Regions from separate parts of the Mus musculus genome. Here all the other regions are linked to region 1. Evidence: chromatin contacts called from public promoter capture Hi-C data. All regions are on one chromosome and are shown on one strand. Each heading gives the region's core, a stretch centred on a gene start, on an enhancer-like site or on the middle of the called end of the contact. The rest is flanking DNA. Distances are from core to core; before and after follow the strand shown.

Region 1 (5,128 bases), core at 1,395-3,894:
CATATGAACCTGCACACACCATATATATAAAGAAAAAACAGTGTAGTGATATACAATTTTAATTTCACTTTGGATGCAGAAGTAGATGGATCTCTGTGAGTTGGAGGCTTGCTTTGTCTTTATAGTGGGCTCCAGGTCAGCCAGAGCTAGTAAGACCCAACAAAACAAAACACCATCATGTGGGCTGGACATGCTCAGTGGTGGAACACTTGCCTAGCATGTCTGTCTGACCTGTCTAGGACTCAGTCCCGACATTCACACACACACACACACACACACACACACACACACACACACACACACACACACCTGATCTACAGTGTAGTTCAACTAATTTAAATTCATTCCTGTCTAGCTTGCTAATGAATGCCTCCTACTTTTCTAACTGCTGGCCTGGCTGCTTCCCCAGCAGTGTACCCCAAATACTTGCTGTTTCTCTTGGCCATGAGCTCATGAGCCATCTCTTTTCATGGCAGCTTCTTCTTCCTCTTCCTCCTTCTTTTATAAAAGAAATATTTATTTTATGTATATAAGCACATTGTAGCTGTCTTCAGACACACCAGAAGAGGGCACCTGATCAGTTTACAAGATGGTGTAAGCCACCATGTGGTTGCTGGGAATTGAACTCAGGGCCTCTGGAAGAACAGTCAGTGTTCCTAACCACTGAGCCATCTCTCCAGCACCCCCCTTCTTCCTTCTCCTTTTCTTCCTCCTCCTCCTCCTCCTTCTCTCTCTCTCTCTATGTCTCTCTCTCTGTCTCTCTCTGTCTGTCTCTTCCCTCTCATTCTTCTCCTCTCTCTCTCTCTCTCTCTCTCTCTCTCTCTCTCTCTCTCTCTCTCTCTCTCTCTGCAAACATCAATCAGCCAGGTAACTCAAAACTTGCCTACCTCTAATCCCTCCAGTAATTGGTTGTACCATTTTTACTTAACCAATAGCTTTAAGTTAAGGAACAAGGTTTGCACAACAAACGCTGGTAAATGAGAGAATTAGTACAGAATTTAGCATCACAATACACAGCCTCCCACCAAACAACCATCACTAGAGTAATCAAATCCACAGAGATTAAAAATCAGGACTATGCTAGCTTTGGGTGTGTCTCAGTAGTAGAGAGCTTGCATAGCGTGTGTGAGGTCATCAACTTAATACCCAGCACTGCTGCAACCTCCAACAAAAGGTAGCACAGTACTTGCCAAGGGACAGTGAGAAAGAATATAGGGATAGACATTCAGTTTTGCAAGAGCGGCAGAGTCTGAACAACTGAGGATGTTGCCCAAGAGGAGAACACTTGCACAGCATGTGCAAAGCCTTGTAGTTAATTCCCACTACCACAAACACGATGGAAACAATCAAGTGGCAGCCTTCTGGAGTGCCTGTTTGGCGATGGCTTCACCAGTACTTAATCCTGCCTGACCTGTATACTTGATAGTGATTAAAATGGAAGATGGTCCAGTGGCAAGAGGCTAGGGGGTTAGGTCTCCAGAAGTGTGCGCTCTGGAGAAACAGTGACACACTTCCTCTAACAAGGCTACTCTTCCTAGTATCACCAACCACCATGGGCCAGGCATTCAAACACAGGAGTCTATGGGGGCCATACCTATTCAAACCACCACAGCAGAGAAATGGAGAGTTGAAGCATACCTGGACTACATAGTGAAGGCTAGCCTGGGCTACAGAAAGGAAAAAGTATACAAGTGGAGTTATAGGTAGTCTGGAAGTCACTGTCAGTGATGGAAACTTATATAGATGTTCTGTTTTGTCCATTTACTTTGTCAGTGATTTGAAGGCAAAAATGATTAGTTAAATGAGCATGAAGAAGGAAATATCGGAGGCCTGAGAAGAGGGACTTGAAGTAGCTACCTAGAGGGTGGAAAAATATAGCATAGCTAAACACCATTTACATAAGATCAAAAGAAGGCAGCCAAGAGATGGCTCATCGGTTAAGAGCACTGACCCCTCTTCCTGAGTTCAAATCCCAGCAACCACATGGTGGCTCACAACCATCTGTAATGAGATCTGATGCCCTATTCTGTGCTGTCTGAAGACAGCTACAGTGTACTTGGATATAATAATAAATAAATCTTTAAAAAGAAAAAAGAAAAGCAGGTTAAAGAGGGAAAGCTCCATAGTCAAAATTGAGATTGTGGGGCCCGAGGATGTGACGCAGTAGCAGGCAGAATACTTGCCTAACATATGCTATGTGGAGGGACTCTTTCTCACAAAACAAAACGAAAACAACAGCAAAACAACATCATGTAACAGAATGCTAAAATCACTAAGAACGTTGACAACAAAAATTAATGACTAAAAAAAAAAATTAATGACTATGAATCAGAAGTTAAGTTTTGAAGAATGAGGGTAAGCGCTGCAGTCTTCTGGAGGTAAGATTTAAAGCTCTTCCAAACGGAAAGACTACAGCCTCGTCAGAGGGCGTTGGCCCCTTTAAGGGCTGGCGTTTGAGAATGGAGTCTACGCCGGGACGGGGCGGGGTCTTCAGGGGGCGGGACCACTTTGGGGCGGGGCGAGACATGCAAGGGAGAGAGGGGCGGGACTTCTAAGGGGCAGGGCGCGGTAGGCTCAGGGAGAGGGGCGGGACCTCGTGCGGGGGGGCGGGGCGCAGCAGGCGCGGCGAGCGAGGCGGAGTCTGTGTTTCGGTCAGGTTGCGGCAGCGGCTGCTGTAGTTCAGAAGAGCGAGGCCGAGGCCTGGGCCCAGCCCGGAGCCGCTGCCTGACCCGAGCCTCCTGGAGCCCCCGAGCCGGCTGATCTTAGCGGCGGGCTCGGGCTCCGCCTGCCACCGCACGCAGGACCGAGGCTGCATGCCGGAGGACCAGGCCCACGCAGCCATGGTGAGCTAGCGCGGCCTGCCCCCCACCCCCCGCAGGGTGGCCCGAGGACGCCGGGCAGCCGTCTCACCCTTCTTCCTGCACCCTCCCTCTGTCTCCTCCGGCTCGCGTTCCCCATCCACCAGTAGGAGCAAACCTCTTTGGGAGACATCCCTTAATCCCCCTTCTTTCCGGTGACACCCTTTTGTCCCCCGGTGACAGCCTCCTTCGCATTCTCCTCGTCCCCCCTTCCCTGTCTTTAACCCTCCCCTTTCTCCTCAACCATTTTAACCTTTCTCCTCTATGGTCGTTAGTCACCCCCACCCCCCACTTTTCCTTCCCACACTTTGCTTCCTTTCCCTCCTCGACCCTCTTCACCATTTTATCTCCGGCGCCCCCTCTTCCCCTTGGTCCTCGACCATCCGCATTTCCTCTGCCCCTTGTCGGATGTCCTCCGTCGCCGGCTCACACATCTGTCCCCATTTCCTTGTGCAGGTTTCAGAGGGCTAAGCAGGAGCAATTGGAAGGCAATTGCTACCCGGGAGCTGTTGGGCGGGTACATACAGATTAGTAACCTTTCTTTCTCCGTTCTGTTTTGGAGTGGGGAAGTGAGGGGAGATTGGCGGTATGGAAGAATAGTCTGGAAGCTTTACTACTTAGTGTCATTGCAAAAACCTGAGTGGGGTGTGTTACAGAGTACATCCTGTAGCCTTATGTGATTATCAGGCCTTTTGACAGAAATAGCCAAAAAGGGTTGTTACATTTTTATTTTGAATGTGTTTTCATGTGGAGTTACCGTTAGGGAAATTAAAAATCTTTTGTAATTTGCAGGCTTGACAGTTGTTGCTCAGAGCACATGATTTGTTTTTGTTAGGAGGCAGAGACCAAGGGCATTTGAGGTCTGAATATCAGCCTGGCAGTCAGATTGTGACAGTCTTTCGAATACCTTCCTCCGAAAGGTTGTATTTGTCCTGTCCTTTCTGTCCTTTCTTGGAGAAACCCTTTCTTTGCAAATTTTCCTCTGCTTCAAAATGGCTGTGACTACAGTCCCATTTTTAAGTGTTATCCGCGTTTTGCTGTGTATATATTGAAAGCATTGTTCTATCCTATACAAAATAAATGTTGATCTCTGGGAGGAAATAATACATTCTAGTCAAAAAGACTTGTTGATAATCATAAGTTCCTAGGTTGTATTTCCCTCCATCTGACTTTTAGGAAGGTAACCTACCGTCTGGTGTTTAACCGGGAAACACTCCCTCGCTCCCTGACTCTGCTGATCCTCCATTGTCTTTTCCCAGTGACTGCCTCTCACTTGTTCCACTGTTACTGTGTGCTGTTCTGTTCCTTCCCAAGGAGAGTCAGAGTCTGGAAACAACTGGGCCTTACTTAATTCCCTGAGTTCCCAGTGCCCAGGTCAGGTAGACTCTTGAATGGTTTGATTTATGATCTCATTTCCCCACCTGTCAAGTGCAGTCTTCCACTGAAATTTGAGGCACCTTGCAGACTACTCAGGGTGAGTTGAAGCGTCTTTTGGTGCAAAAAGGAGTAGAATAAGATGTAGTGATGATTCTTTTCAGACTAGAGAGCCATCCTGCTGGAGAAGGTACCAGGCTGTTAGACTTTTGGAAATGCAGGCCTTTCCACGGAGACTGAATGAGTTATTCAAAGGATGGGGAGTCAAAGGCGTGATTTGAGCTGGGCCTAAAAGATGAATAGAATTTATGTGGCTCATTTGGGAAAGAAGAAGAAAACTTCACTTTAAGTGTGACTGGGAAGAGATTTAAGATCGGCTGTGAAAGTCAGGTGCTCCTCTAGGCCCAGCACTGGGGAGGCAGAGACAGATGGATCCCTGGGGTCAGCCTAGTCTATAGAGTTCCAGAAGAGCCAGGGCTGCACAGAGAAACTGTTCTCTGGGGGAAAAAGATTTGTAGTGAAGGATGACATGTTTACTACCTGGAAGGATGGAAGAAATAGGAGGTGTAATAGCTTGTGTGGTGAGAAAGATACTGTCTTAGTCCATTTAGGTTGCTATAATAAAATACCATCAGCTGGCTAGCTAATAAACAGAAATTTTTATGAACTTTGGAGCATAGAAAATCCAGGGATAGGGACCACCACATTTATTGTTTGAAAGGGGCTGGCTGCCTTCCTTCCTTTCTTTTCTCCTCCTCCTCCTCTTCCTCCTCCTCTTCCTCTTCCTCTTCCTCTTCTTCTTCTTCTTCTTCTTCTTTGTGTGTGTGTCTGTGTCTGTGTGCACACGTGCAAGCTCGAGCACACTCATGCACATGTATATGCATGCATGCATGTGT
Region 2 (5,128 bases), core at 1,258-3,757, 1.7 Mb after region 1:
CGTGCCTGTCTCTCAGTCTCAGCAGCTCCCTGCCCATCAGGTCCCAGCGGCTGGTGGCCCGCCACAGCTCAGCTGGGCTGAGGCTGGGCATGTTGATTTTCTGCCCGCCGATGGCCTGCATCTCCTGGTCTATCACCCGCACAAGCTTCTCCACGGCACGCACTGTATAGGGCATGAGGTGGTAACAGCCAGGGCTGGCTGGAAGGATCAGGCCCACTTGCAGCATCAGCCGCTGGCTCTTACAGGTCAGGTCGCTAGCTCTGCCCTCCAGAGAAAGCACCTGGTCTTCCCGAAGGTTCTGAGGCTGGAACATGCGGGATAATACCAAGCGCTGCCCTCTCCCGGGCGCACGATGGTAACACTTGTGGATGATGTATCTGCAGTGACGGAGGCTGCAGGCAGCCAAGGCAGACAGTGTTCTGCATCTTGTCAGCAGACCTTCCATGACACCCTGGCACCTGGAGAAAAATGAGTCACGTGGGATGACGATTAACTTGGTTCTCAGCACGGGATCCAAGATGTGGATCCTTCCATGTCTATTAGCCCAGCACATCACAGTACCACTTAAAGAAATCCATCTGGGTATAGTGGCAGATGCATTTAATCCCAGCACTCCAGTACTTGAGAAGCAGAGACAGGCAGATCTCTGAGTTTGAGGCCAGTCTGGTACATAGTGAGTGCCAGAACAGTAAGGGCTATGTAGAGAGACCTTTTTTAAAAAATACAAAAACAAACAAAACAGACAAAAAACCAATAGCAGCAGCAACAACAGAAAGTCATATTCTTCTGATTATGAAAATGTTACCAGCCTGTTGTGGAGATAGCATCCAGTTATGCGCAGGCTCTAGATAAGGCAGTCGGCTCTAAACCAACTTCCACTGGCCACTTCCAGCAGCCTGCCACATCTGTAGCTACCCGTGTGCTAGAGTTTCATCATGAAATGATATAACCACCAGATCAGCCTTGTACATTTACTGTTGAGAATTTTTTTAAAGGTAGAAAAAATTCTCACAACAGTTTTTGGCACAGGCCATGAGCCTGGTGGATGTTTGATATTGTTACTATTTCAGAACACTGGGGAGAGACCCTGAAACAAGTCAATTGCAATCTCACAGGCAACAGCGAAGAGCAGGCTTTTTTTGGTTTTTGTTTGTTTGTTTTTTCTTCAATTCCTTGTCTCGATCCCTACTAAGTCAGTATTGCTAGGCGCTGAGGCATATTTGTAATCCCAGCACTTGGGAGCCAGAGGTAAGAGAATCAGCTAGGTTTGCACATCTGAGTTCCAGGACATCGGAGGAAATGAAAATCTGCCGCAACAAAAAAGTCAATATTGTTTTAACTGCTCCTCTCACCCACCACACATTCCTGGTCAGTTTGCATCTTCACTGTCCAAACTGTTGAATTTCTGACCTATATATTCTCCCATCTTTGGAGAACATAGTACACGCTATTTGAAACTTAGTGAGGCAGAATCTCTTCAGACAATGGTGCCCCTGCAGATCTGAGTATCACCCTGCAAAGCACCCTCTGGCCAAACCAGAAACCTGCCCTCATCTACTCTGCTCCACAGTACTGTCACAGTTTTTAGTCCTCTGGCCCAGCCTGCTCCACCTGACCAGCCTGCACCTCAGTTCAAGATACCATCATCCGTGACTGTTAAAACAGTCTCTACTGGCCTCCTTGCATTCCTTACACTTTCAACTTAACACAGGCATTGGTAATGACAGTTTCTTGCTGCCTTTCGAGTGTACCGCAGATCTCACCTGTAAGAGGCCTTTTCCCTGCCTTCGCCCTATTTCAGGTACACAGTACATGAACACACACACGATCCAGTCAGGAAAACTGCACACAGTGTGCTTGCAATGCCTAGTGCCCTAAAGGTTTGTGTATTATGATGCCCAATTCATAGGCTCTGAGATGGATCATAGGGTCATAGGCTCTGATTTGTGTCAGGTGACATCAAAAGGCCCATGGCCATTCTGGATTGCGGGAATTTGCCTCCAAATACCACCAACGTCAGCGCAGCATACAACAGCGATGAAACTTCCAACCCCTGCTCTATCTTGGCCTTTACGAGGAGTGAGCGTACTGCGGTCACTTCATTCCTCTTTAGAACCCTAAGGCGGCTGAGCCACCAGGTCATCCCCGGGACCGGTCCAAAATGGGCCCTTTTAGGAACTCTGTGCCTCTAAGTAAGGGCCACGCAAGGATAACTAGGGCGGAAGTGTTGCTCTCAAACAGCGGGGGTGGAGATGGGGAAAGGTGAACTGCAACCGAGCACACGACTATCCAATAGCCTGTGGCGACTGAGAGGATGCACGCGAGACAGCAGACACCAGATCGTGGGTGCGCGTGCCCAGAAACTGTCCCTAGATTCGCTGGGCCCTTCCTAGCCACCCTCCAAGTCCAGCGGCCACCGATGCTCACCAGCAGCAACTCAATACCTGAGTCGGGCGCTCTTCAGTCACGCAAAGCCAGTGCGCCTGCGCCGACATGGCCGGAGCCTCGCCCCCTGTGTTTCTCACCAATCGGAAAGCCGCACTCACGGGAGGGGGCGGGATGCTCCGGTCCCACGCTCTGGAGAGAGGCTGGAGAGGTTTTCCGGAAAGCAAACCAAAGAGCCTCGCTCTCCCGCCAAGATTCCGGAAGTGCCCTCTAGGAATTAGCAAGGTTCAACTCTATGATCAAACCTTACTTTAAAGGATTTGAGTCCTGTTTTTACCGCCCACTGCTAGGCCCGGTCTATGTGGAGAGCAGGTTCATTGACAATAGCTATGTTTCAAATCTACGCTATGATTGAACAAGCCACAATTTAAATGAGTTTAAAACTATGAAACACTTGCATAAGGTCACCTGTATTACAATAGCCAAGGAAGTCTTTTTAAAAAATTTTATGAAGCAGAGATGGGGTTTAATAAAGACATTTTAATATAGGCTGAAGCACTAGGCTTAAAAGCACCAGGGGAACTGGAGAGCACGGATGTGGCTTCTCAAAGGCGAGTGTCCCTGAGTCTTGAAGATGCGACTTGAAACATTCGTTGCTGTGCTGGTTAACAACCACTGCTGTGCTTCAGAGAACCAGTGTTCGGTTCTCAGCACCCACAATCACTGAAACGCCAGCTCCAGGGAACTCCAAAACCTTCTGACCACTGAGGATACCCACCTCCACTCCCACACAAACTCACACACACATACAATGAGGCTGGGTCTTTTCTTCATTTACAAGATGTATATGTACATGGTTTACATAAGTGTGTTATGTGGTATGTTTGTATGTGTGTAGGAACACATATACACGTGTGAACTAGTGTGTGAAGGCCCAAAGCTTTCATAGGTGTTTCTCATCCATCTCTACCTTATACACTGAGGCTCTGAACCCCCTCTTCATGTTTCATGGCACCCACTTTACCTGATGAGCTGTCTCCCCAGCCCTCACAAAATAGTTTATGAATAATTACATAGTACACGCTACTGCTGCAGCTGTGGGGAAGCAGAGAATGGGGAAAACAGCTCCCAACATTCATGTTAGAAGTGATGGCCTGTAAGCTGACACAGTCAAACTTCAGCCGACCAAGTGTCTTAGTCTGCTTTCAGTGGCTGTGAGAAAGATAACAACCAAAAGCAACTTGGGGAGGAAAGGGTTTGTTTTAGCTTATGAGTTACCGTCCATCCCTGGGGTGGGGGTGGGTAGCGAGGAGTCAAGTCTCAGGACAGGAACCTGGAGACAGGAATTGAAGCAAACACCACTGAGAAATACCGCTTACTGGCTTGTTCCTCATGGCTTGCTCAGCCGGCCTTCTTGTACAACCCTGGAGCACATGTGCAAGGGTGGCACCTCCCACAATGCACTGGGCCCTCCCATGTCGGTCATTAATCAAGAAGACTGGCCTGCAGTGGAGCCTCATGGGGACAGTTTCCTAACTGAGGTTCCTCTTCCCAGATGACCCTAGCTGTGTCAAGCTGACAAAAACAAACAAACAAACAAATAAATAAAAAGCAGACAGTAGGGAAGTGGGGCAGTAAAGACTCAGAAACCAAGACAAAACCGGATTTTGATAAAATTAATTTTTAAAAATTACCACAAAAAAATCCATAGAAAGAAAAAGTAAGTTGCCGGTCAGAGGGTGTTAAATGTTCTGAAGACAATTTAACTTAAAAAAACAAAACAAAACAAAAATGGGGTAGGGAGCTGAATGGTGCATAGGGTGCCCACGGAAAGCCACCATGAGTGTGGCATTTTAGCAAAGACCTGAAGAAGGAGACCGTGTAGCTGTCTGAGGGAGAATGTTGCAGGCTTGAAACAGAGTGGAGAGGGCCCTGAGGAGGAGCTGCCTTCCAGTTAGCCTATTCAACAACAACCACACTTTCTAAACTGCCTTAAGAGTGCTGTACCCCTTGGCAAGACCAGACAACTGTGACAGTGACACAAACTGCTCTCAGCTCCCCCGGAGCTTCCCGAACAGCCTGTGATCTGCAGCAACACTGGGGTTCAGGGAAGCCCTGTAGGAGTCCAGGAGAGTGGGAGCTTTACTGAGGAAATTGTCTTTACCTGGGAGAAGAATGGGTCTGGCAGGCAGAGGGACCAGACACTCAGAGGCCTGGAGCAGAGTGAGATGACAGGGGTGACAGGTAGGTGGTGGGGCTGCATCATTATTTCTCACAACTCCTGGTGTTACCAGAATTATAAAGGGCCAGAACCCAGGTCCCCCAAACCTCAATAAGCCAGATCTGACCGCCTGTCTTCAACAAGCTAGGAGTAGGAGCTAGACGCCCTGGGAAGCAGACAGATAGCGGGAGGGGCCTTGGCTAGCTGAACTTCCCAAATGGCCAGCTTCATTCATTCTCTGCTTCCTGAATTGAGGCAAAAGCTGAGTAGCTCAAAACAAATGAAGACCTTGTTGGCTTTTGTCTCTCACCAGCAGGCTACATGGTGTTAAATTGACTCAACGAGTCACAGGCCTGTTCAGGACATGTCACACAACACCTGGCTAATCAACCATCCTTGCCTTCCTCAAACCGACCAACCCTAGGTTGAGGGAGGAAACCTCTTTATAGGCTTTAAAAGGCTAACCCGAGTCTGGCTTTTCAGCTTCCCCAGTCTCCCTTCTGCTTTGCACAGGGTCTTTCT
Region 3 (5,128 bases), core at 1,644-4,143, 1.4 Mb after region 1:
ACTCAGATCCATCAATCCCATCAACACGCTCGCTCACCTCTAACAGCCAACCTATCACCCACTCCCGCAGGTGGAATCCTTGCGCCACACCACCCGCCTCCTCCGACCAGGCAGTTGGGTGGTTGGCAAAGGCCATTAAAAACTCATTTTGTCTGCACAAGTTAGAACAGACACTTCATCCTCCCGATGTTCAAAGAGCCTTGAAACAGTACCCTGAGCTGGCAGTCAGGTAGTGCTAACATCCCAACGACACTACACTTGACTCAACTCCACCAACATATCAAAAGCCACCCCTCCTCCTTTCTCCTTTTCAAAAGGATGTGAAAGAGTCCACCTATCAGCCCCACAAGACATCCAGGTCACACACTCAAGACAACTAGCTTAAGGCTCTGACCCTGAGCTTCCCTCCTGCCTGCAAAAAAGACCACAGGCTGCTCAGGCCTGGAGAGAGGGTCAAAGATAAGGAGAGCCGGTCCTGAACAAGCTACAGGCATCCTGCCAGGCCACCTCTGGCTGGTTAAGGTTCTCAGTAAAATAAGGCTTTGTGGTTGCAGGGATGCTGGGGGGGTGGGGAGACGGAGAAAAGGAAGGTCCAGTCAGTCTGAATCAGTGTCTCTACAGGAAGTGCGGCCCTTCTTGCTTTTCTCATGGTCCCTGGAAAAGGCCCAGTGGAGACCTCTTAAGGTTTGGCGTTTCTGGACGCAAACATAAGGGACAGGCCAGTTGCAGAACGGACCTGGTGTCCCCTCCACCCGCCCTGCCCCCACTCCTCTAATTAAAGCAGCATGCAGGATTGACAAAAAAAAACCCTTCCAGCTCTTTCTAAGCCCCCTGCTTGGTGCCCCAGAGTGAGATGGAAAAGCATAACAAAATTCAGTCAGTCCCCACAGGCGGAGAAATGCCAGCAAAAACTTGAGGCAGCACGCAGCCTCTTCTGCCCACTCTCCCTTGCCAAGCCTGGTCAGATCACCCAGGGGTGCTTGTCCGTAGGAGGCAGAGGCTAAAGGTAGAGGGCCTGCTCTGGACCCCCGTCTTTGTTCACTTGGACCCGGACCTCAAAACAAAACACACACACAAAACTATCACACAAACTTACCACCACCACGAGTGCAGGAACCCAGGCGGTTCACCCAGTGTGATGTTTTTTTCCCATCGAATCTAGAAAAGAGGGAGCGGAGGCAGCTTAGAGGGGCAGAAAGGAGGGGGACGCAGGGCCTTCCCCAGCCAAAAGGCTGTGAAGACCAACTAACAATAAATGCCAAAAGGTGATAAAAATTCAAAATGGTGGCCACAGTGGCTGCTCCTGAAAACAAAGGCTCTAAGAATAGTGGGGAGGAGGGGGTGTCAAGAAACTGGATGCTAGGGAAAGAGAAGGAGTCCCACTCACCTCTGATAAGAAGGTCTGTGCAGATTTCTGTGCTCCTACGTGCAGTAAATATTCGTAGACGTATAAAGCTAACCTGGAAAGTGAGGAGTGAGAGGAGAGAGAGAGAGAGAGAGAGAGAGAGAGAGAGAGAGAGAGAGAGAGAGAGGTCAGATCACATTAAGGCTCGCTCTGGACCCTGCCAGTGACTGTGAGCCCGGTCTGTGCCATCCCATTGTGGCCACGACAAGAGGTGAGTACCTATCACCCCAGACAGAACAGCTAGTGGGTGGGTACCACAGACAAGCTGCACCAAGCCGCGGGAGCCGGAGACCGGTCCCCAAACTTGAACTTCCAAGTGGCACTGGGACTAAACCCACCTAGGTCTCGCAAACTCGCAAGCCCCTTACAAGAGCCCTGCCTGAGCCACCCTCCTTTTCCCAGCCCACTTCAGCTCCCTGCTTTAGCCCAGCTTTGGGGTCCGAACGGACTCGGTCCCAGTCCGGGTACTTGGCGCGCTCTGGAGAGGGCAGCAAAGCGCCGCCCTCAGCATCTCCCCCTCAAACAACTGTCCCCCAAGCCTGGGGCCGGGCCGGCGCCGCCAGCCCAGCCCAGCCCAGCCCGGACGCCCCGGAGCGCACCGGGCTGACGGGGAGGCCGCTGGCTGGGTAGGGAGAGCGCTCCCGGGCGAACAAAGCCCCCGGCACGCACTCCTCACGCCGCGGGCGGACAAAAGGAGCCTTCGGGGCTGCAGAAAGCCACGCGCCCCCTGCCCGCACTCGGTGGGCAAAGTAAGGGCCCCGCGCCCAGCGGGCCGAGCGCACCGGCTCCGAGTGGGACCTCGCCCACCCTCGTCGCGGACCCCCGCGCCCGCTCTGCCCCGCGCCTACCAACTACCCTCGCCCACCGCTGCCCTGCCGCCCCTTCAGGGTGCCCCAGCCTCCGCCGGCGCCCAACAATGGGCTCTCCACGCCACCGCCGCCGCCGCGGGGCAGAGACCCGGGCCCCAGGGGCACCAGGCGGCGCGACCCCCGCGCCCACCTGCCTCCCGCCACCCGCGGCGCGGCCCCACTCGCGAGAGGCTTACTTTTCCCGAGCCTGCCCGTCCGAGGGCACCGCCGAGCCTTTGCCTTTGGCAAACATGGCTTGCAGAGAAGAGGGCGCCGAGCCCGCCGCCGCCGCCGCCGCTACCGTCCGGTCTCCCGAGCTGCCCTGCTCCCGGCCCCCTCCCGGCGCTCGCCCGCTCGCTCGCACTCCGCTCGCCGCGCTCCCTCCCTCCCAGGCGCAGGCTCCGCGCTCTTTCCAGCTGTCAAAGCGTCAGCCCCGGCCGCGGCCCCATCGCCCTGGAACTCCTCCCGCGCCGGCTCGGCCTGAGCTGCGCCGCCGCCCGCCCGAAGCCTGCAGCTCGCTTGCTCGCGGCCCGCGCGCCCGCCGCCCGGCTCCGCCTGCGCCGCCCTCTGCGCCTTCAGCACCGCTGCCGCTGCCGCCGCCGCCGCCGCTGGTCTACTTGGAGCTCAACCGAACGTGGCTGCCCCGGCAGGAGCGCGGCGGGCGTCCACGCCCCGCGACGGACGGCCGCGGCGGCCAATCGGCGCGCGGGGGCGGGCCTGGAGGCCGAGAGGGACGCCTGTCAGCACGGCCGCGCCAGTCCCGCTGCGCCTCCTCCGCGAGCCGCTGCCCGCTCGTGCCCCGGCCGGGGGAGCGGGGGGCGAGCCTTGGCGTTGGGGTGGGGCGGTGACTCGAGGGGCTCGGGCGTGGACTGGAGCACCCGGCCGGCGCGGCGGGGACTGGGCGCTGCGACAGCAGGCGCGGACCCCGGCTGGCCCGGCGCGCCCCTTTCCGCGTCGGCCTAGCCCCCAGCGCCCCCGCCTCCCCGTGCTGAGCGTACCCTCAGCGGGCCAGGACCCCGGCCGGCCCTGCTCCCCTCTCCGCCCCACCCCGGGCTGCCTGTGCCCAGCCCTGCCTCCCGAGCCCCGGCCAGGGCTGCACGCGGAGCTGGGCGGCCGAAGCTGGCGCCAAAGCGCGCGGCTGCTTCTTTACTAGATCGTTAAAATACTTTGGGAAACCCCAAAGTGGAGCCGCGCGAAAATGGCCCTTGGCGTGCTCCAGGCAAGCTGTAGGAGGGAAAAGAGGTCTTGGACTAGAGGGAAAGAGAGTTGATTTCTCTCAAATTTCTGAGGTTTGCTAGCCCTGGCAAGTTAGCCTCTCGCCTTTCCACGGGAAAGGGTTCCGTTTGGATGAGGGACGTCACCTGGACGCCTCGCGACTCGGAATGCGCGCCGCAGAAATCTCAAACTTCAAATAAATGGAGCTAAATTGGAGAGTAGGGGACCAGAGTCGGGCGTGGGGGGAGGGGAAGCTTCCATTGTCAATGACCCAGGTGTACAATGGGAAATGGGGGGTTGGCAGAGTGACCAAGCTTTTTGCTCACGACTCCTTTCTGTCCACTCGAGGAACCCAAAAACCTGCAGTGTATTCTCATTGGAGTCTCCAAATCAAAAACTGGTGAGATAAGGGATGGCTCCCCATTTTCATACTGTTTTTAGAGCGCGGTTCTCTTTAAATGTGATAAAACATTGTCGGCACTGTCTCTTTAAAAGAGTCAAGCAGAAAAGCTGTGTAAGCGCTGATTGGCTGCCTGTTTGGATACATCTTTAGGGGAGCCTTGAAACTGTTAGCCTAGGTTGATTTTTTTTTTTTTTAACTGCGCTGTTCCAATAAACAAGTAACGCCCCTCCCCCTAACATGCCTCACACCAAACAATTAAAGGATAGGTCAGTGTCCTGGGGAAAACACGTTTTAAGTAGGAAAACTCAGAACTAGATTTCAACAAAATAAACAATAATTCCCTACCATTAAAGTTTGCTTTTTTTGCCCTGCCGAAGAGAGAAAAGGGGTTTTTAAAAGAAATGCCCCACGGCAAACGGATCTGCACTGGTTCAGGAAGGAGACTCCGGGTGCATTTTTGGAATAATGTTCTACACTTGTAACAGCCTCCCTAAATTAGAATACAGCCAAGCACCGTGGACCCCTCTGGACTCTGCTCTCTGCTAGAAACCAGAGCTCAGACAGAAGAAGGGCAGAAAAGAGAAACACTGAGACCTAGTTTGGGGATGCCAATGCCAGCCCCTAGTTTAAAGGTTGTCTTGTCAAGAAAGGGAGAAGCGTGGAGGTTGGGAGTTGAAATACAATGGTAGGAGAGAAAAGGAAATAATTACAGTTATTTTTCCCCCTAGGCAGTTTAATTTAATAGGGCCAACTTAAGGTACCTTTAGAGCCCGCGCTAATTAAATCGGTCTGCTCATACCCTTCCTCTGGACTTCCATTTTTGATGGGCTAGGAATGGTCAGAGATGGTTTGTCAACACAGTGACTCATTGGTGTCTGCAGGTCCCGCAGATGAGGAGGACCAGTTGGGTCTTGGGGGAGGGAAGGCACTGCCCTTCGGGGGCCCACTGCCGAAGCCCCCTCTCCGGGTTGGCCATGCCTAGCAGCCCAAGAGCTGAGCCACCTCAGAGCCCCTTGCTCATCCTCGCCTGTCAGCTGGCAAAGGTCTGGGGGAGGAGGGGTCTTTTAAAATCTCTGGATAGTCTGATGTTCCAACAGGCTACTATTCCTCTTGCCTTTTCTCCTTTGCAAACGGACTGGCCCCTCCTTCCTGGGCATGTGTGAGAGGAAGGGGGGGGGGGCTGTTTGTTCGGAATCTCTGTGGTCTGCCCTTTGTGGAGGCTTGACAGAGTGAGGCTCCCAGTGGGTTGGTTGGCTA
Region 4 (5,128 bases), core at 1,395-3,894, 1.4 Mb before region 1:
AGTCCACCTGTCTCTGCCTCCCAAGTGCTGGGATTAAAGGTGAGTACCACTACCACCTGGCCAAATACATTTTTATTTATTTGTTTATTTATTATATAAGTACACTGTAGTTGTCTTTAGGCACACTAGAAGAGGGCATCTGATCCCATTACAGATAGTTGTGAGCCACCATGTGGTTGTTGGGATTTGAACTCAGGACCTTCGGAAGAGCAGTCAGTGTTCTTAACCACTGAACCATCTCTCCAGTCCCACCAAATACTTTTTTTTAAATGAATTTTAAAAGTTAGTGTTTGAACAAAAGCAACTGAAGTTATAAGAATAGAATTTTATTGAACAGCTTTTAGTCCTCTTTTAGTGTGTGTGTGTGTGTGTGTGTGTGTGTGTGTGTGTGTGTATTTTGAGACAGGCCTTCTCTCCGTAGCTCTGGCTGTCCTGGAGCTATCTGCAGACCAGGCTGGCTTTGAACTCACAAATATTCATCTTCCCTGACCTCCCAGGTGCTAAAATGAAAGGCATGCACCACCATACCCAGCTGCTTTTACTCTTTTTTAAAGATTTATTTATTTATTATTAGCTGTCTTCAGACACTCCAGAAGAGGGCATCAGAGTTTGTTACGGATGGTTGTGAGCCACTGTGTGGTTGCTGGGATTTGAACTCAGAACCTTCAGAAGAGCAGTCGGTATTCTTAACCACTGAGCCATCTTACCAGCTGCTGCTTTTACTCTTATTTGCAGGTTCTATATTTTTAAGTTTTATTTGTGGGTGATGGGACATTAAAATCTTCAATGCTTAGGGTTCCCCCAAACCCTTTTTAAAAATATTTGTGTATATGAGTACACTATTGCTCTCTTCAGACATACCAGAAGGGGGCATCGGATCCCATTGCAGATGGTTGTGAGCCACCATGAGGTTGCTGAGAATTGAACTCAGGACCTCTGGAAGAGCAGTCAGCACTCTTAACTGAGCCATCTCTCCAGCCTCTCCCCAAAGGTCTTAATACAACACGGTAGAGTGGGGAATACTTGTAATCCAGCCATACCAGGGTGACACAAGGTTACAAATACTAAGCCAGTCTGGGGTACATAAGGAGCAGTAGGCTAGCCTGGGCAACAGCACCCTAAACATTGCATTTTCTTTACTCAGTAATTCAGCAAAGATATTTTATTTGATGAAAGTCATAACACATGTACATCCATTTTTATACAGAATGCCCACAATTTTATTCTTCCTCGTTACCATATTTTCTCCAAGCAAGACACCATTAATTTCCAGAAAGCAGTGTTTGTAAATTTGTATTAGTGCTAGTTATCACTTTAACAGTGCCAATCTCCTATCATAGCTTCCAGATAACTAAAAACTCAGAGTTCCCAGAATGTATACATGGAATACAGTATACATGGAATCCTAAATATTCTGTTAAAATGATTTTTAAAGAAGTTCATCCCCTTTGTTGTTACCTGATTCACAATATTCAGCTTTCGATACCTCAAAAATTAGCTCTAATCTTTTTCTTAACAACTTAAAGAAACACTGCCAAATTCTTGTAGTTCCAATTTTCCCTAACAGCCAACCTGTTGCTAAATGACTATCCAGATGTCTCTGGCTTGTTTGAATACTTTCACTTTACTCCAAGGAACTGGGTTACAGATGTTACTTGAGGATATATGTGCAGTGGCTGGTTCTAATTAGACCAATATTTGGGGGGGAGGGGAGGCGGAGGGGGGGTTTGGTTTCATTTTGACCACTGAATGCAACCATGCTGGTGTTTTTTTAAAAGCATAAAAGTATAGAAGGCAATAATCTCATATGCCTACAAGAAGACGTGAAAAGTACAGAAAATTGATGAATATGAAATATATGGATGCACTGGTCCTTTTACACTTAGACCACCATCCTCACCTCCACCTAAAAACAACCAATCCTCGGTGTAGTGAGTGAAAGAAATCCCCCAATAAAGACATAGCCTTTTTAGAAAACCTTTCTAACTCACTGTAAGCTTTGTTTAAAGTTAATTGCATTTCTCCTTTTCCCTCAAGACTAGAAGTTCACATTTTCTAGACCCTGAAGTTCGTCGGGATTTCTTGTAATATGCTTTCAGTTCTCATAAAACTCGGTCTACAAGACTTCTCTGCCCTGTGGTGCTGTCAGTTGTGTCGCCTCTGCAGCCCTGGCAATGACCTGACAGGTGCCAAGGCCTGTGGCAGAGCAAAGGAGTCCAGCAGCCCCGGGCCAGGCCACTCGAACTCGGCGAGCCTGGTCGGGGAGCGCCGAGGAGGGTGGAGCTGCCCGGCTCCAGCAGAGGAGATCCTACCCGTCAGCTGCAGGGCCGCCGAGCCTCTAAGGGCCTCCGCCCGCACCCGCGGCCTTAGTTACCACCACCGGGGTCCCGCACGGTAGAGGCTCCCACTCCAGCCAGCCCCAGAACAGCAGGCCAGGCCGGGCCGAACCCACCCCGCTTCGGCAGGGGAGACTAGCGAAGCGAGAGGGCAGGCGGGAGCGCCAGCGAACCCAGGCCCAGCGCGGGCAGAGAAGGGCGCAGGGCCGCGAGGGCGGAGCGAGCGGGCTGCCGGCCACTGCGCCGCCAGGGCGTTGGGCGGGGCGTGGGCGGGGCCCGGCCTTCCCGCTCCCGCGGCGCCCTAACTCGGCGGAGCCTCCTTAAAACTCTGCCGTTAAAATGGGGGCGGGTTTTTCAACTCAAAAAGCGCTCAATTTTTTTCTTTTCAAAAAAAGCTGATGAGGTCGGAAAAAAGGGATAAGAAACCGGCACAGTACCTTCAGAGGCAACCGTAGCAGCAGTTGCTTCAGCGGAAAAAGAAGCAAAGGAGGGAGGGAAGGGAAAGATCCTAAAGGAAAGACGCGCAAGTGTCTGTAGCGGAGAAGGGAGCGGCGATCAGAGATTTGGGGGAGTCGGACTACAAAAGAAACTGTCAGCTGCGGCTCGCGACCGGCCGGCGCAGCCTGCCTCGGCTCCGGAACCCAACTGGCTGGCAGCCGCTGTCCTGTCCGCGGCACTGATAGGGGCACAGGCCGGAGGACCGCCAAGAACTAACTGGCCAAGTGGCACCGAGCGCCCGAGCTGCTGGGCGGCCGCCAAGAAGTTGGCGGGACTGGCTGCGCCCGGGATCTGTGGCGACCGCTCCTACTTCCAAAGACCCTTCCCATCATCGGACGCCCCGGGAAAATCTGAAAGGGAGGGAACGACAGCGGCAGAGGCGACGGCCGCCCCTCAGCGAGCGCTTGCAGTGAAGAGCCTGAGCTAGCTCGGTCGTAGGCGGGAAGTTACTGGTGAGCTGGCCGGGTGCAAGAGCGATGCTGCCGCGAGCTACCCCAGCGGCTGGAGCCCCATAGACGCTTCCCCCTTCGCCGTGCACCGTCTTCAGGCTGCCGGGAGTCCCGGGACCCGGCGGGGCCGGCATGACGGGCTTGGCGGGGGTCTGCCGCACACCCACCAGCCTCCGGAGACCCGCGCCCTGCCCGGCTCCCACGGCCTCTGAGGCTCGGCGGGGCTGCGGCAGCTCGGCGGGCGGGCTCCGGAGGCTCTTCTGAAGACGCCGAGCCCGCTAGGGAGTCGTTGAGACCTGAGAGTTGAGGGCTTCAGAGCTGCTGCTCTGGTCTGCCCTCAGCGATCGTCTTTAACCCTCCCGAGCACGTCAGCATCCAGCCAGCGCGGCGCTCTGCTAGCGAGCGAGCAGCACTCTGGACTACCCCCTTCGGCTAGACGGATGGAAAGTGAGCTCTGCGAAGGACCTGACTCTGAAATTCTGCCTCAAATCACCACTGTGAACAAGGGTGGGTTAATACCTTTTCTACTCTCTAATACTTTTTCTTTCGCGGTGTTGTCTGAGCTGACCTAGTCCTTTAAGTCTCCGCAACATCTTCCTCACAGAGCTGTAAAGCTTAGGTACGTGACAGCTCTGCCTACATCTCACGTCCATAGTAATTAATCAAGAACTGCTTCTGTGTATGTATCTCTGTTGAATCGCCAGAATCCTTCTTAGGGGTTAAGCTAAAAAGCTAGAGAAGGAGCCCCTCTCCAATGGGCTCACTTTTGCTGAATAATCACGTGTGAATCGAGGGGCGGGCTTTTGGCAGGCCGACCTTACTAGTATTTACTACCAAGCTCTACTCCAGATTAACCATCCCAGTCCTTCTGTCAGCCTCCGATGCCATCATGCAGCCTGATTAGGAGCAAAGGAAAGGGGAAAAAGAGAAGCAACTAATCGTCTTTTCCCGATCGTCAGGACCCTAAAGAATGGCCGAGCCTTGGGGGAACGAGTTGGCGTCCGCAGCTGCCAGGGGGGACCTAGAGCAACTTACTAGTTTGTTGCAAAATAATGTAAACGTCAACGCTCAAAATGGATTTGGGAGAACTGCGCTGCAGGTTGGTATCCACAGAGGTGGGGAAAACAAGTTAATAAGGTTGCCTGGGTTTCTAAAATGACAGCTTTTAAGTTTGGAGGGGTACAGATCTTCACTGTTTTAAAACCTTCATGGTTGCCATATTTTATATCTTTAAGTGGATCCAACTCCCCAAAATGACGTACTTTGGAGAAACTGGTCAACTCCAATAACATCCTCGATATCAAGAGAATCTTAGGTTTGGTCATAATTTTTGGAATGCTTTTGTGACAATGGAGGTTTTAAAGTATTCTTATCGTCGAAATCTGTTTGTTTTGTGCAGTGTTGTTTTAGATAGCTCTTTAAGCACATTATTATGATTATTATTTCAAGTAAATACACAGCTAATGGTGGTATTCACCTATTTTGATCCTAATAATTGACTTTAAAGTTAATTCTCTTGACGTCTAGGCAGGGTGTTTTACCTTCAGCTGTTTCATGTCTTAACAAACGACCTTTCCTCGCTTGGTATGGGATAGCCTGGGCACCCGGACAGGGTGTACATTTTCACAGTTAATATAATACCTAATCCACCCATTCAGGAGTGAGGAGAAATTAAAAAGTTGAATTTCTAATCAGAGCCGAGTCGTAGTGGTTTTCTTATCCCTGTGGTCATGTAGTGGCATGCTCTAATTCTCAGTAATTAGATTTACAGGCAACGACTGACACATGTCCAGCTGCCAATTATGTACCTGATAATATTTTCCCCTCCAAATGGTATCATGTAAC
Region 5 (5,128 bases), core at 1,405-3,904, 1.1 Mb after region 1:
CTTACCTTTTTACTCGTTTTTTTTTTTTGTTTTCTCAAATTTTCCTTTTTTCTTGTTTTTGTGACAGAATTTCTCTGTGTAGCCCTAACAGTCCTGGAACTACCAGACTGGCCTCAACTCAGAGATCTGCCTACCTCTGCCTCCTGAGTGCTGAGATTAAAGGTGTGCACCACCATGCCCAGTAGGAGAGTAAATTTTGAGCTGGGTGCAGCAGACAAGACTATAATCTTAGCCCTTGACATTTACTGATAGAGGGAAGAGAACAGAGTTAGCTGGAGGCCATCTTGGACTGTATGTCAAGACAGTGTCTCAAACAAACAGTCTAAAATATGCAGGTATTCCTAGAATTCAGAGGGTGAGGCAAGGATCCTACCAGAGATCCTACCTCAGAAACAAAACAAATTTAAGTCCAGGACAGACAGGGAGCCAATGATTTGGAGTTCTGGTTAAGAACAGCATTAATAAATTAGTGAAAATGACTTATCAATATCACATCAATTATTAGCAACTAGTGAATATTATAATGCCTAAGGCATCTGATTGGCATGGTGCGTGTGTATAGCCCCAGCAGCACCGAGGAACCTGAGGCAGGAAGGCTGAGACTGAACAACCAACCTGAACTGTAGGCAAATCCTGTCTCAAACACAAACACATCCAAGAAATATCCAAAGATTCCTGGTATCCGTATCTTTCAAATTATTTATGTCCCCAGTATTCTGTCTTACTCTACAAATTTCCTAGGAAAGCCTTAAAAGAGGGAACCAAACATTAACATAACATAAAGCAAACCTCAGCCTAATTCTTGGCCAATTGGTTCGGGTAGAATCTTTTGATGATGCAAGCTTTACTGACTGACATCTAAAGAATTCCTCTTACTCCCTGAGGTGAGCAAGGCAAGCCTTACACCCGTGACCCCTGACCTCAGCCTCCAGCAGGCTGTAATTTACAGGTGTCCATGACCATCCCAGCTCTTCATTTCTCCCAACTATTTATTAATTTCTAACTTAGAAATTTTAAGGCTAGCCGGTGCTGCAAGCCTTTAATCCCTGCACTTGGGAGGCAGAGGCAGGAGGATTTCTGAGTTTGAGGCCAGCCTGGTCTACAGAGTGAGTTCCAGGACAGCCAGGGCTACACAGAGAAACCCTGTCTCGAAAAACCAAAAGAAAGAAAATTTAAGGCTAATCTCAGTACAATCTTGTGGCGCCGTTTATGTTTTGCTTGTAATTGATGACCCTCAGATGGGTAAGGGGGACAAAATGCTTGAAGGTACAGAATTTACACTTTTTAATATCAAAGACAGGAAAGCACTTGTCAATATGGAACATTCTAAAGTCACTGGGACTGCCATTCTAGTCACTTTGTACCTTTAGAAGGCAAAGAGGGAGAGCCACAATGGTTAAGCAAATAGCATACAGAAGACAAGGCCAAAAAAAAAAAAAAAAAAAACCACGCGCATCAGCGAAAGCCCTTACAAAGCCAGGTGGGGAGGGGCATAAACCCTAATTATATATGGAAAATGAGTGGGGAGAACCACCAAGCAATTTAGAATGTTGAGTAAACAGAATTCATAAGAAACTGGAAAACAACTTAAGAAGGCAGAATTAAAGGCTAGGCAGCGGCTGCGGGCAGGGACCAGGGTTAGGGATCGGTCTCTCCTCTAGCTACACAGTATAGGTTTTCCGTAGGACAGTAGAATTTCCTGATCCACTCCACGATTCCTTATCTTCTGCACTGAGTGACGTTTATTTTACTTTATTGTTTTTTGAAGACAGACCCCCCCCCCCCCAACCGCCGCCTCACAAAGGCATCCAGTCCCTTGCGGCAGCGTCTCACACACACTCAACACAGACAGGAAGTCCTCCCTTCCACGGTGTCTGGTAACTACTGAGGCTGACTTCACACTTCAGACCGCAAAGGAATTGTCAAGCTTTCTCCGACTCGGGGAACACAACGCGCTTCGTCCCAGAGAGGCGCGCCATCAACCCAGACTGGAAGGCACTATTTTGTGCACGCCTGCGTCCGCGCCATCCTCCCCACCCCCGCGCTGCTAGTTAGGTCAGGACCTCGCGTTCATCCTCCATCTACCCTAGCAAGCGATCGCCTCCCTGGCGGTCCCGCGGGCTCCCAAGGGCTCGCCGATTCCGCACATTTGTGTCCCCCCCCCCAACCCCCAGCCTATCGCCGAGACCTGCAGCACAAACTTCCGGCAATTTCCGCAGGAGCAAGGAAAACTGCAGCTGCACCGAGTGGGCAGCGGCTGAAGCACAGCTTCACCACTAGGGCCCCGGCGCTGACCCCGAGGTGGAACGACGCGAGCTGGGGCACCGAGGGATGAGGGGAACTCGGGACGGATGGGCCCTGCCTACCTTCGGGTAGGTGTGCAAGGGGTAGGTCAGCTGACAGGCCCGGTGACAGGACGCTGTGTCTCCCAGGACCGAGTCAAAGGCTTCGGCCGCTGCAGTCCCCGAGCCTCCGGCCAGCGCCATAGTCAACAGCAGCAGCGGCGGGAGCCCCAGTTGGGCCTGGACCCAAAGCTTCCCCTTTGGCGCCGCCATCTTGTTCCCCTCTGTCACAGCAGCTCGAATTGTTGCTGTTTTCTTTTCAGGCTTTCTCCTTCTTCCGGGCCAGCCCCTTTCCCCGCCCCTCCGGCCCGCGCTTCCGCCTCCGAGAGCTCCTCGGCCCCGCCCCGGTCCGCCCAATCGGCTGCCTCCTGGCCGGTCTCTGGGACGGAAAACCTCTCGTGGGCGGGCTTGGGGACCCGGCCGACCATCTCAGCCTTGGGCTCAGAGCCGCGCCTGCCCCTTTCTCCGTGCCAGGCCGACTGGGGCCAGTAGTTCTCGGCGGCTTGGAGCGAGCTGAGGGGTGTTGCTTCCCTCAACCACAGCTTCCGCACGCCTCGCAGTGCGTTCTGGGAAGTGTAGTTCCTGCGGGTCACCAGCGAGGAACTGGGCCCCGGAAGAAGTGTACAAATAGTTACAACGCGCGGCCCGGGTGGAGGTCCCGAGGAGTCAAGAGACCAAACAGCGTAGGCAGGCTGATTTTCCCGGTGGGTCTCACGTCGAGCTCTGATTGGATAAGCCCTTTCCAGGCCTCCTAGTGCTGGGGCCAAGGCCTTGCTCGTGGAAGGGTTGGGATTCTCTGACACACAACACTGGTTTCTGAAGCAGCTTCTGTATTGCGCCGGGGTCTGGAGATGGTTGTTGTGGGCCTTAGAGTAATTCTTAGGATTGGGGCTGCCGCGGAGTGGGTGTAAAGAGGGGTTCACTGAGCCCAGTGGAACCCTAACTTCATCACAACTCAACCTGAACTGGAAAAGGATTTCAGAAGTCACCCCATTACCCCGGGTAGTGGAATCCAACTCCCTCCCTAGCATGCCCCTCTGGATCTTAGGAACTTAACCCAGGAAGTAAACTTAATTATAGTTTCAGAAGAGATTTCCTCTTTCGAGAAGAAGTCTTATTTCCTGTAAATACCATCCAAAAGCCTTCATAATTCAGACGTGTTTAGAAAATCCAGTCGTGTCACTTCTGGGAATACACATCTCAACCTTAATAAAGTTTCACCCTGTTTCTTGAATAGAATACTCCTCAAGCACCTGAAGGTAGGCGGAGCCCCCAGCAATGGATAAATTCGTCATTCGAACGCCTAGGATCCAGAATAGCCCGAAGAAGAAACTCGGAGAAAAGGTTTACAAGCAAGCCACGATTGAGTCGTTGAAGGTGAGAAGGAATGTGGGGTCAGAGAAAATGTGCACAGGACTGTCATAAAGAGATAGGGCCAACAGGTTCCATTGTAGGGAATCATGACTTTTTGTTAAGCACCCTTCAGGGACCATTTTTCTTTCTTACATACCCTGTACAGACTTTTATCAGTTCCTGTACCTCTGCTACCCTGAATTAATCCAATTCTGGCTTTAGGGTATGGTTGCTAGCTGACAGGATCACTACCCCCCTTTGTTAAGTTTTTTCTTTTTAAGATGAATTTTTATTTATTTATTTTGGTTTTCAAGACAGGGTTTCACTGTGTAGCCCTGACTGTCCTGGAACTCACCTGTAGACCAAGCTGACCTAGAACTCAGAAATCCCCCTGCCTCAACCTCTCAAGAGCTGGAATTAAAGGCTTGTGCTACTATTCCTGGCCAAGATTTATTCTTATGTGTGTCTGTGTCTGTGTGTGGATATGGTCACTAGTGGCTTTGGCTCTCTTTGGAGCTGTAGTGATAGTGATTGTGCACTACCTAAAGTAGAAATTTGAGGTCCTGGAAACTGAACTAAAGTCCTCTGCAAGAGCAGTATGTGGCAGGAATTCTAGTAGAATCATTGGATCTAGGGAAAACATTAGGATGAAATAGCTGTTGTTCACTCTGTCTAGGGTAAACATCAGAATGAGTGGCTGTGTTCTAGAAGTACTTGGACCTTTAAGAAATCAAGCTGACAGCGATTGTTTTCTGTTAGCTATAGACTTGTTTTTCTGAAGGAGCTGTACAGCCTTTGGTCACAAGACAATTCTGGGACACTTAGAACATCCTGCATTATTGAGCATTGCAAACAGTACACTATAAAGGCTAAACTTGCAGGGGTGTGATGTTTTCCTTCACAAAACATCTCTCCAGCCCTGTTGTTTTTGCTTTTGCATGGCTTTTTGTGGTTCGGTCCACAGAGGCTGGACCTCCTCCTGCCAGCAAGGCCTTAATATGTCCTGCAGTGTCTCTCTTTCTCCAAATGACCTGTGAGACTCAGAACACCGACAGCAACACCTGCTCTCAACCACCCCTGAGCCATCATCTCTCCATCCGAAAAGTTTTTCTCAGGTATATTAATTTTTTAAGTAGGATTCTATATACCAGTGGGTAAAATGACCCTTTCACAGGGGTTACCTAAGACTATTGGGAAAAGACAGATATTTATGTATTTACAATCATACCAGTAGCAAAATTGCAGTAATGAAGTAGCAATGAAAATAACTTTATGGTTATTATTTATGGAGATCAACCCAGCATGAGGAACTGTATTAAAGGATTAGGAAGGTTGGGAGCCACTGCTCTAGACAGACCTAGTGCAGTGTGAATGGTGATGCTTTATAGTGGTCCGACACCTTATATGTAGTGTTTTGGCCAGAATTGTAGCAC
Region 6 (5,128 bases), core at 1,358-3,857, 1.0 Mb after region 1:
AATTTATTTTTATAGCGCTAAGAACTAAACCCAGGGCTTTCAGAATGCTAGGCACATGATCTACTGTTGAGCTATAATCCCATCCAAAACTTATGTGGCTTGGCATAGTGGTACAGATCTATAATCAAAGCATGTAGGAGACTAAAAGCAAGATTATCACAAGTGGGCAGGGAGCCTGGGCTACATAGTAAACTCCAGGCCATCCTCAGCTACAGAATAAGATCCTATTGTCAAAGGAAGCGGGGAGCAGAATTAAATAAAGGTATTTGAAATAACATCATTGTTAAATATGGGCATAAGAAGTGTGCTTATCAATTCTGTAGACATGACAAAGCTGAGATGTCAGCTTATATGCTAAGTAATAGAACTGGCCCTCAAAAGAAATGCTGGAGGGGCAGGGGCGTATAATACAGTTGTATAGCCTGTGCTTAGCATGTTCATGACCCTGGGTTCAATGAAGGAGAGGGAGAGAGGCAAAAAGAAAGGGAGAGAAAGTGAACAAGATAGAACAGTTTCATTGGCACAAGGTTATATCCATCAATTTACATATTGTCTATGGCTGCCTTTGTATGGCAGAACTGAGTAGCTGTCACAGACTATAAAGCCTAAAATATTGTTTGGCCTTTTATGACCCTTGATCTAGATGTATTAAAATTTAACTTGTTTAGTCCATGACAAAAATCAACATAAGACAAGACTAAGACAAGACTGGCCCAAAGGTAAAATTTAAAAGTGTTATTTAAAAAAAAAAAAAGTATTATTTTAGATTTACTAAAAGTTAGGCTGAAGGTGTAGACAATGGGAAAGTGACACTGGGCAGGCATGGGCCCCAGGCCTGATACCCAACAGCCAATAAAAACGCAACTTAAGAAGTTAAAGAGGTAGCACATTCCATCAGTAAGGGGTCCACGGGTACTAAGGGCCCAGGCACTTATAATGCTGATACAGCAAGCTGATCACACACACACACACACACACACACACACACACACACAACTAGTGGCTGGGTGCTAACAATGTGATTCACACCTAGAGTACGGTGCTCAGTTCAGAACCTCTCAAAGACATGATTAAGGTCCATACTGTTCGGGGCAGATTAAAAAAAAAAAAAACCAACTCATAAGCATGCTCCTCCAAATGAATAAATGTAATAAACATTTTTTAAAACTTCCAGTGCCCCCTCCAGTTATGCATACATTAAAGATGTACATCCCCTGCAAAAGGTTGACAAAATTGTGGTGTTTTTATATTTTCTAGTTTTACTATCAAAATTGGTGTGAATGTCTCAAAACAGGTAAATACAGGATATATATCTCATGTGGATAAATAATGTATAAGGGAGCATAATACATTTTCAAAAAAATTACAAGTCAGGGGTGATGCCCCATATACTGTGTAGGTCAAGGCTGGAGGATTAGAAGTGAGTTTAAGGTTTTCCTGGGCTAGAATAGACCTGCTCTCAAAAAACCAAAATAAATAAAAGAGTTACCATCTAGGGAAATGTTCTCATATCTATGTATATAGTAGATGAATAAGATACAGTGTGTTCTCTTCAAATTTTCAGGTTTTTTTTTACCTTATTCTTAAATGATCTAAGGAAAAAGCAAACAAGCACTTTAATACAGTGAATATAAAGCACTTTAATAAAAAATGAATATACCTGAACTACCAATATCTGTTCTTTAAAACCAGGGGCAGAGATTTGGCTTTCATTAAGGTTTTGTTGCAGTTAATGAGAAAGAGGCAAACCAATCCCAAGAAACCCATAAAACCACCCAGCAGACATGTTTCCACACAGCTCCAAGATGGAGGTTTGAGAGGCAATGCTTGATCTAAGCGAGGATGAATACCCTCAGGGACTCTCTACCAAAGTGGTAGTAGGCTCTAGGACACCATCCATCCTTCTGGGTTTTACAGACAGGGACGGTGGATTCCCTACCCTTTCCCAGGGCCATTGATTTTCTCTTTAAATATACAGTGTAGCCCTTTCTGGTACTTCTTTCAGAAAACCTCTGGGTCACGTCCTGGGTTGATTTTCTCCTTGACCAGCACCTTTGGGTCTGTGTGCTCTTACATCTGCCTGCCCCAAATCCTTTCCTACAGCATCCACTGGTAGCTCTGGTGTAAATTTAAAACCGGTCATTCTCTTTCTCCCATAATGGCAGCCCGGACACAGTCCTCTCACCTCCAAGACTCAAATAATTTCAAATAACGTAAATGCACCCACATTGACTTTAAATATTATTCCTGTTTGAGGTTGGACCGTGCTGATAATGTGTTACGTTTGGCATATTAACTGTCATTTGTAATTGTTCTTCCTTCTGAGGGTCAAAGCATCATTTCAGGGCACTAAAAGTTCTTGGGGAGGGGGGCCTAGAGAGAGGCCAGGCCCTAATCACTCTGTTCTCTCCCAGCGACATCGCTGCTCCACCCGCGGTCACCCGCCGCGCGTCTCCTCACAACCGGTTCCTTCCCGCCCGCAACCCTCCGCCGGCCTCGCCACCGGGCTCCCACCTCTTCGGTGCCCGCCCACCGTGCTGCACGGACCCGCTCGCCTGGGCCTTGGGTAGCTCCGCGAAAGGACCGGGTCCGCTCGCGATCCCCGCCCGTCACGCCCCGCCCGGCCCTGGCCCCGCCCCGCCTCGCTTCGCTTCGCTCCCGCCCCGCCTCAGCCTCAGAGGAGTTCCCAGGCGCGCGCCCTGCGCAGCCCCGCCCCGCCCTCTCCTGGCAGGGGCTCCGCCTAGAAGCGCCACCTCACTTGCGCGTCTTTCCTCAGGACTACCTTTACATTGCATTGCCTCGGGGAGGTGGGGGGGCCTCCAAGAGATCTCGGGGGACATGCCCTCGCGCGGGCACGCACACGCACGGCCCCGCCCCGCCCCTTTCACCCTTCCTGCGACCGCCCGGCTTTCTCAGCTCGGCTGTCCCAACCCACTCCCGGCCCCGCCCCGCCACATGCCCCGCCCACTCCAGATCAGACCACGCCCCTCATGCCGGCCCCGCGCACGCGCGCCTACCCAGCCGAGTTCTTTTCCCCCCCCACCCCTCCCTGCTGGTACCTCAGTCCCGCGGCGCCAGGTCGCCCCCAGCCCCTCCCTCTTGCCACCCTCTGTGTGTGTCCCACCCTCACGGGCTTTGTGGCCTAGGTTGCCGAGCCGCTTCCCGGTCAGCCGCTCAGTGGAGGAAGGAGCCGCCAGTGAGGTGCAGCCGCTCGCTGCCCCGGGCAGGGGCACAGGTAGGTGGCGGCCGCGGGCCGGGCCGCTCGCCGAGCCTCAGGCAGCGCGTGGGTGCGGGGGCGGAGTGTGAGGGGCTGGGGGAGGGGAAAGGCCCTAGGGACGAGGTAGAGCTCGCGGTGGGAGGGGTGGGAGGATGAAGAGGTAGGGGTGCCTGAGGTGGGCTTAAGGGTGGGGTCCGCGGCGTCCCGGGTTAGACTGAGGGTGTGTGAGAATTTAGGGTTCTGGGCGGGAGAGGGAGCGGATTTAGCTTAGGTGGACTTGGGGAGAAGCTTGGGTGGGAGTGCCGGGAAAGGGGGAAAGAAAAGGGGTTGAGGAGTGCACCAAGGGAAGGAGCTAGGGTTGGAATAGGGGGAGGGGTGGGGCGGGGGGGGGCAGGGAAGAAACTAGTTGAGGCCGTGGATTGGGAAGTTGGAGATAGTGAGGCGTGAAGAAAGGGGAATCTGAAGGTTGAGGACGCAAAACCGGGAAAGAGATGGGGAGACTAGGGTGCTAAGAGGAACCTCGATGGTGAGAGGAAGACTCGTGAGGAGGGAGAGAAGGATGGGGGCTGGAGACGGGTCGCTAGAAGACAGGTGGAGGCGGGGTTGAGTCTTTTGAGGGGCACGGGAGAGTCTGGGATGTGAGGAAGATGGGTAGAAGATCTGGGAGTGAATGGGGAAGGTTAGAATTTGGGGGGTGGGGGACTGAAATTTTTTCTGTTTGAAAAGCTAAAGAGTGGGTAAAACTATCAAGATGTGGGAGAGATTAGCTTGCTCTTGGACAAAGTATGGGCCCGGATAGGACATGAGTTTCTGCAGTTTGGGGGAGAAGGCAGGTAGGGAAGTGGCAAGTTACAGGGAAAAAAGAAGTAGTGGGAAATTGAATAATGGCGGTGACACAGAACAATGAAGATGGATTGTTAGTTGGTTAGAGATACTTTGGAACTACTTTCTCTTCGGATTTCTTCCTATGTTAAGAAAAAGTCTTTAAAAACCACTACATTTTCAAATGAGCCAAAGGTGTCTGCAGTCTTGAGATGAAGGTAGTGGGTTGACAGATGTTTTCCTGGTGTGTGGATATGGCGGATTTCTGCCCTGGCAGAGTGAAGGGGGAGCGCTTCATCCTTGAGTGAGCCCTGGTTCTGTTTCCACCCACTCTTCCTCAGATGACCACTGTTTTTTACTATAGTCCCTGCCCTCTTAACTCCCAGTTTGAGCCATTGTGAGTTCCAGAGAGATCAAATGGCCGGTGATGTTAATTTTGAGTGTTTTAAGAATATTTTTAAGGCTGATGTTGTATTTTTATTCTTGAGATACAAGTGGGAAGATCTTGTGCTTTGGAATTACACAGACCTGTGATTGAATTCAGGCTCTCTCACTTAGGAGTTGTGAGCCTTAAGTTCCTTCATTTCTCTGAGGCTCTTCATCCATAAAGTGGCAATACTGACCTCATAGGATCAGTGATTGCATGACATCATTTTATGTTGTACCTTACAGTGCTTGTTAGCTTGTAGGTATATAAAAAATGGTAGCTTTCAGTCACATCTGGAATCATTATTGTTGATCATTATTTTGGCCTACTTATTCTTAGAAGACTGATTTATTAAGGTTAGGTGTTCTTTCTGATTTTTGGTTTTGGTATTTTTTTTCCTGAACCATAGGCTCAGCTCACAGTTTTAGCACTATTACCCTGATGCCTCTCTCCTCTTTCCTCTCTTTGTCTGGAATAATTTTATGCTTTTTGCTTGGAAGCTGGATTCAAGGTTTTAAAACTTATGTTTGGTTGTCAATTATTTTATCCTTCTCTCATTTAAAGATGTTTTACAGAACTGAATTTTTAATGTACCAAGGTTATATTTCATTTATTTGAAGAAATGATATGCTTTGTGCTAACTTTAGCTTCACTAATGTAAT

Evidence for each region. Promoter capture Hi-C pulls out the DNA fragments that hold promoters and counts their contacts.
Region 2: a contact with region 1 is called in a promoter capture Hi-C map of pre-B cells, with 2.5 times the contacts expected there. The contact joins the promoter of Pars2 here to the promoter of Zyg11b in region 1.
Region 3: a contact with region 1 is called in a promoter capture Hi-C map of hippocampal neurons, with 2.9 times the contacts expected there. The contact joins the promoter of Ssbp3 here to the promoter of Zyg11b in region 1. A contact is called at or near these places in 2 of 39 promoter capture datasets (hippocampal neurons and pre-B cells).
Region 4: a promoter capture Hi-C map of pre-B cells shows a contact between it and region 1, with 4 times the contacts expected there. The contact joins the promoter of Cdkn2c here to the promoter of Zyg11b in region 1. A contact is called at or near these places in 2 of 39 promoter capture datasets (neutrophils and pre-B cells).
Region 5: a promoter capture Hi-C map of pre-B cells shows a contact between it and region 1, with 2.3 times the contacts expected there. The contact joins the promoter of Tmem59 here to the promoter of Zyg11b in region 1. A contact is called at or near these places in 3 of 39 promoter capture datasets (hippocampal neurons, liver and pre-B cells).
Region 6: a contact with region 1 is called in a promoter capture Hi-C map of hippocampal neurons, with 3 times the contacts expected there. The contact joins the promoter of Hspb11 here to the promoter of Zyg11b in region 1.

What each region holds. Positions count from the first base shown.
Region 1 is chr4:108,298,606-108,303,733 of GRCm38.p6, reverse strand. Zyg11b (zyg-ll family member B, cell cycle regulator) reads left to right here and starts at 2,644. Exons shown (of 14, transcript NM_001033634.3): 1 at 2,644-2,843. The coding sequence starts at 2,814.
Region 2 is chr4:106,648,448-106,653,575 of GRCm38.p6, reverse strand. Pars2 (prolyl-tRNA synthetase (mitochondrial)(putative)) reads right to left here and starts at 2,507. Exons shown (of 2, transcript NM_172272.2): 1 at 2,445-2,507; 2 at 1-458. The coding sequence starts at 445.
Region 3 is chr4:106,909,235-106,914,362 of GRCm38.p6, reverse strand. Ssbp3 (single-stranded DNA binding protein 3) reads right to left here and starts at 2,893. Exons shown (of 18, transcript NM_023672.2): 1 at 2,451-2,893; 2 at 1,388-1,460; 3 at 1,097-1,158. The coding sequence starts at 2,506.
Region 4 is chr4:109,664,272-109,669,399 of GRCm38.p6, reverse strand. Cdkn2c (cyclin dependent kinase inhibitor 2C) reads left to right here and starts at 2,644. Exons shown (of 3, transcript NM_001301368.1): 1 at 2,644-3,790; 2 at 4,243-4,382. The coding sequence starts at 4,254.
Region 5 is chr4:107,176,156-107,181,283 of GRCm38.p6, reverse strand. Tmem59 (transmembrane protein 59) reads right to left here and starts at 2,654. Exons shown (of 8, transcript NM_029565.3): 1 at 2,367-2,654. The coding sequence starts at 2,555. Tceanc2 (transcription elongation factor A (SII) N-terminal and central domain containing 2) reads left to right here and starts at 2,918. Exons shown (of 5, transcript NM_025617.2): 1 at 2,918-3,046; 2 at 3,580-3,719. The coding sequence starts at 3,621.
Region 6 is chr4:107,251,382-107,256,509 of GRCm38.p6, reverse strand. Hspb11 (heat shock protein family B (small), member 11) reads right to left here and starts at 2,607. Exons shown (of 6, transcript NM_028394.3): 1 at 2,515-2,607. Lrrc42 (leucine rich repeat containing 42) reads left to right here and starts at 2,977. Exons shown (of 8, transcript NM_029985.2): 1 at 2,977-3,235.